2 separate regions of the Rattus norvegicus genome follow, and region 2 is linked to region 1. A link is a contact called in public Hi-C data. All regions are on one chromosome and are shown on one strand. Each heading gives the region's core, a stretch centred on a gene start, on an enhancer-like site or on the middle of the called end of the contact. The rest is flanking DNA. Distances are from core to core; before and after follow the strand shown.

What was found. Hi-C and Micro-C count contacts between places; a contact is called where the count stands out from the background.
Region 2: a contact with region 1 is called in a Hi-C map of prefrontal cortex, with 4 times the contacts expected there. The contact joins the promoter of C18h18orf21 here to the enhancer-like site in region 1. A contact is called at or near these places in 2 of 12 Hi-C or Micro-C datasets (frontal cortex and prefrontal cortex).

Annotation. Positions count from the first base shown.
Region 1 is chr18:15,975,654-15,978,353 of GRCr8, reverse strand. No RefSeq gene overlaps it. Among named protein-coding and RNA genes, the nearest start is that of Mir187, 29 kb to the left of the region's middle. Within about 2 kb of position 1,388, at least 22 of the 93 cell types and tissues checked have an H3K27ac peak or open chromatin away from gene starts, as enhancers often do. A contact at or near this core is called in prefrontal cortex, where this site is marked.
Region 2 is chr18:16,052,708-16,055,407 of GRCr8, reverse strand. It overlaps C18h18orf21 (similar to human chromosome 18 open reading frame 21), which reads right to left and starts at 1,308. Exons shown (of 5, transcript NM_001024905.1): 1 at 1,157-1,308; 2 at 1,059-1,081. The coding sequence starts at 1,233.

The DNA of each region.
Region 1 (2,700 bases), core at 139-2,638:
CACCCAAATTCTTGTAAGTAACACCAATAAATAACTTCCGTGGTTCACCAAGCTGGACTTTGATGGTATCCATACTTTAGTCTGTCATGAGCTCCTAGGTGAGTAGGTGTGTGTGTGTGTGTGTGTGTGTGTGTGTGTGTGTGTGTGTGTGTATCCCCAGGAAAAGTCTGTCACAAAACAGAGACACAAAGGCACGGGATAGGAGCGCTAGGAACTTGACCACAGAGGATCATCTGGGACTGGAGAAATGACTCAGGAATTAAGAGCACCTGTTCTTTCAGAAGACTGGGGTTCTCTTTCTAGCGCATATAATGTGGCTCACAACCATCCATACCTCCAGTTCTAGGGGATGCAATGTTTTCTTCTGACCTCTGTGGGCACCGCATACATACATGCAGGCAAAACACTCATACATATAAAATGAATAAACCTTTCTTTTCTCCTTTTCTCCTTCAGGAAAGAGCTCATCTAACCTATCCTTGTCTAAATCAAGCTAACAAGTCCTTCATTACGAGAGGTTCTCTACCCAGATTGTCCTGCTCTGTACCTGGGAAGAAACACTACAACTGGCCTATAGCCACCCGACAAGCAAAATGTATTTTGCTTTTTTCTAGCAAACGTGTCTTCTATTACAGGCTCTGATGTGCTGCTCTTCACCGGCAGAGAACCTTGTGCTCACACCGTGGTGCTACCCTGAGCAGTCTGGGCTCCAGAGAGTCCTTATTCCAACTTGGGAATCTGTGGTGACAGCAGGATACCCTCGTGTCTCAGTTTTCCAGGGATCATGCATTCTGTGCCTGGGTGTTTGTGCAGTTTCCTGTGTGTGCACCTAGGACCCGGGGCCTTTTTACCAGGTCAGCAGACCAGACCCGGAGACCCCATGGTTGCCGGTCCTGATACCTGGACCATCATTCAGACATCTTGTCCTTTCCTGTCTCTAGGCATAGGAATCAAATCCAATGTGCTAGTTGACGACCAGGTCTCCATCTGGACCCTCCAGAGGCCTGAGGATCATGGAGTCCAGGAGAGGGCTGTGGAGGTGTGGGGACAAGGGAGAGTCTATCTAGCGACAGCTTCACTCTCCGGCAGCATTGTGGTCAAAGACTGGGGCTCCCCCAAGTGCCATTTGGTTGGAACAGGAGGCATTTCTAAATCAGTTACCATTTGTGCTCCAGATTGCAGCACACCCTCCAAAAATATGTTGTTTCCTCTGCCTGATCTTGTACCAAATGGAACCCTGGTGAGAGGCTGAGTACACGAGTGGACAATGACTACATACCGCACAGAACAACTCAATTCTGACCCACTATATCCATAGCAACCAGTCCTGGCAGCCAAACCCCACCCTCTGCAGCAATCAGATGTGAAGGGTCAGTACTTGGCAGTGACAGAAGCTTCCCCACCTGGGCCCCTCCTCCCCTGGGAAACACAACCTGCCTCCAGTCATTTAACATGTCCCCTCCTCTCATCTGCCTGCTTCCAGCTTTCTCACTGCCAACAGCCTCCAGCCAGAGCCCATCTGAAGCCATTGCTCTTCCTCTGCAAAGCTTCCCACCCCCACCCTGCCTGAGACTCTGCCAACCCAGGGGCTAGTGGCTGAGCCTGGCACCCTTGCTGGAGCCCTAGTCTCTGCCTCTTTTTGCTTAAATCCTCTGTTTATTTCCACACCGTAACCAGCCTCCTGCCCACTTACTACTTCAGCTGCTTAAAGAGACATGTCTCCAGTAGAGTGGGGTGATTTAACAACGAGTTAGTGGACATGGTTCCATGGCTGCCAAAAGACACACCAAAGGGACAAGCAGAAGAACAGAACCAGTATCCCCACCCCAGTGTTGGATACTGTCTCTGCCTTACCCACACATACAAAATGCAGGTATCCTGAGGCCAAGGCTCTACCTCGAATGGAAAATTTAAGATGTTCCAGAGAGAATTGAGCTTTGGTGATTCTGATTCTGAAGTCACCTGATGTCAGGGCTGTTTTCCTGCAAATGGCTGAAGCTTCACAGTCAACACACACACACACACACACACACACACACACACACACACACACACACACATACCCCTCTTTCTTGGACATTTTTCTCCTGAACGGGACTCTGGATTTGCACCCACAGAGAGCTCCTTGCTCCCTCTAGAATCTCTCTGATCAGCAATAATTAAAAAAAGGTCTTCCAGCAGCTTGACACTTTTTAAAATGCTAATTGATGCGGATCGGAGCCATTAGGCTGTCTTTCACACCTACTCAGTCCCTGCCTCGGGTTTTTCTGCATATTTGAATCAGTAAGTTTGAATCCAAACCAAGCAAGTGAGAGTTATGCAAATCAATTATTCCTACACCTTCCACTGAGATCTGTACCTGCGGGGTTCAAGAAAATCCCTTCCCAACCTGCTCAGGTTGACAGAGTTTTAACTCTTCTTCTGGGAGATGCTCAGTCATTCCCAGTCACCGTTGTGGGAGTTTTATGTGAGTATTTGCATAAACTAGTAGAAAACCTTGCTCAAGTCCATTGCTCAGGCAACGGAACGGTTTGAAAGGAAGCAGTATTTATCCTTGTAGTGGAATGCAGGGAAGAGCTTTTGAATTAGCTACAGAACTGATTTGCATCCCCTGGGTAAGAAAGCCATACCTATGGGCTGGAGAGATGGCTCAGCGGTTAAGAGCACTAACGGCTCTTGCAGAGGTCCTGAGTTCAATTC
Region 2 (2,700 bases), core at 59-2,558, 77 kb before region 1:
GCTGGTACAAGGTGAACCAAGGAGGAGAGTTGTTGTTAAGGTATCAAGAAATAGCTCCAAGGTAAAGACAAGATCATTGTTTACTAAGGTGAGACCTAGTTGTTAAAAAAGGAGAGGTGAGGACAGGAAGGTCTCCGTATATTGTGTCCAGCCCCAAGGCTGAATGAAAAAAATGTCATCTATGAACCGAGTTCTGGAACAGCACGACGTTTGGATCTTGGAAGATTAGGAAAACCAACCAAGTACACTGAGGAGTAAAAGCTAGATGCCTGGAAACAGGAGGGACTACTGAAACCCTGACCAATGTGGAGCTGTTGAGTTGGTTCAGGGGGTCAAGGCACTTCTACTAGGCTAGATAACCTGAGTTCCATCCACAGGAAGCCAGAATACTTCCCAAACGATTCCCAAAAGTTGTTCTCTGCCCTCCAGACATTCTCTCCAGACCCACTAGCTTGGGCACACAAACACAAAAATACGTGTGGGCTAGAGATGACTCAGCAGTTATTGCTGGCTGCTCTTCCAGAGGACCCAGGTTCAATATCCAGGACCCTGTTTGAGCATCTCACAGTTGTCTGTACAACTAGGGGATTCCATCACCCTCTTCTGGTCACCAGGCTCCCAAGTGATGCAGACATGAGGGCAACATTTATGCACTTCGTAGAATAAATTTTAAAATAAAAGCTGACCGAGGGGCAGGGGAGATGGCTTAGGGGTAAGGAGTATTTGTTGCTCTTTGCAGAGACTCAGGATTAATTCCAAGCACCCACGGCTTTAAGTGCGGTTCCAGGGGATTCGTCCCCCTCTTCTGGTTTCCGCGGCATCAGGCACGCACCTGGTGCCCAGACAAACAAACAGGCAAAGCACCAGAACACTTTTAAAAACAAAGACTGGTTAATGTGTCTAATGCTAAGGATTAAGACATATTAAAGAATTTAGGGTTTTCGTGCAACTGAGAAGTTTAGGACATTTTTTTTTTCAATGAGTCAAATCGATCACCCTTCTCTTTTGGACCACTGGGGTGACAAGGGCCGAAGCCTCCGCAGGCGGCGTTCTCCTACCGTGTGTCGAACTGTAGGCCCACCTGCAAAAGAGAAAAGGGCGTGAGGCCGCAGCACCGCGGCCGCCAGCCCGCCCGCCCATCTTCCGCCCCTCTTACAGGAGGTAGCGGGCCTGGCCAGGGCAGCTTCCCACCAGACCCCGAGCAGCCGCTTCAATATAATACTTCTGCCGCATTGCTCCAGAGCACAGTCGCCCAAACGCTGCGATTGAACGCCACGCCGGAAGTCGGCTTTCTCAGTGTAACCATCCTAGGCCTCTGCCCTCAAATTCCCTCCGGAAACACGCATTCGCGACACAGGAGTTCCGGTCTCCTCCGTATTGTGTCTGGAGTTCGAGATCATCTCTGGCTTATGACCTGGGTCTTGTCGTCTTATTCCCGTCCCTGTCCCCACCCCCGCCACAACATCTAGAGCTAAGTTCTTGTACCCGGAATGGTGACAGGCTCCGGAGCCCAGGGCTCCACCGGCAACACTGACTTCCTTCCTCTTCTAACCATCAGGTCAAGATTTTCCGGGTAATCAAGGTTAATCAATTAACTATCATCCAGATGTTTTACTTTCTAGTTTGGTTTGATGTGGATGAGTGTTTTGCCTGCTTATGCATGTGTGACTCACTTGGATGCAGTGCGTGCAGTTCCCTTGGAACTGGAATTACAAATAGTTGTGAGCTGCCATGTGGGTGTTGGGATCCTCTGCAAGAACACTCAACGGGTGTTTGTTTCTTTGTTTTGTTTTTGTTTTCCGAGACAGTGTTTTGTGTTCTCTGTGTAGCAAGTTTCAGGCTGCCCTGAGCTCGGAGAGATTCGTCTGTCTCTGGAGTTCTGGGATTAAAGGTGTGTGTTATCACCAGGCTCAATCAGTGCTCTTAAATTCCAAGCCACCAAGTGTCATTAGTAACCGAGCCATCTCTCCAACCCCGGTGTAATTTATTTCACATACATTTTTAAACGAATGCACGTTACAAATTTAATTCTTTGAGGCAGTCTGTCTACATAACTATGGCTGTCCTGGAACTGGCCATATAGACCAGGCTGGCCTCCAACTCACGGAGATCTGCCTGCCTCAACTTCCTGAATGCTGGTATTAAAGACAAATTCACCATGCCAGGCACACACACACATTCTTTGTGATTATTTTTGTAAAGTAGAGCATCTGATATTTTTTTCAAGATGAACAGCAAGTTATTTACCACAGACCCTGGCTTTTACTTGTTGAAATAAAATAGGAAATGATTTGAGCATTATACCCAGGAATCAATCAATCTCTCTCTCTCTCTCTCTCTCTCTCTCTCTCTCTCTCTCTCTCTCTCTCTCTCTCTCTTTCTCTTTTCCTCAAGACAGAGTCTCTCTGTGTGTCTGTATATCCCTGGCTGACCTGTAACTACAAACAGGTTAGCCTTGAACTCAGGGATTCTCCTGTCTCTACCTCCCCAATGCTGGGACTGAAGCTGTGCGCTGCCACACCCCGCCCAGGCGCTTTTCTTAACATAATTTAGATCGCTAGCTCATTAATCCTCATGATGAGCCCCGAGCATAAAAGCAATATCACTTCATCTTGATGAAATGGCTTTTTTTTTTCATTCCTTTTTGATGTCGAGTCACACCGCGTAGTCCAGGATAGTCTCAGAGTAACTATGTAAGCC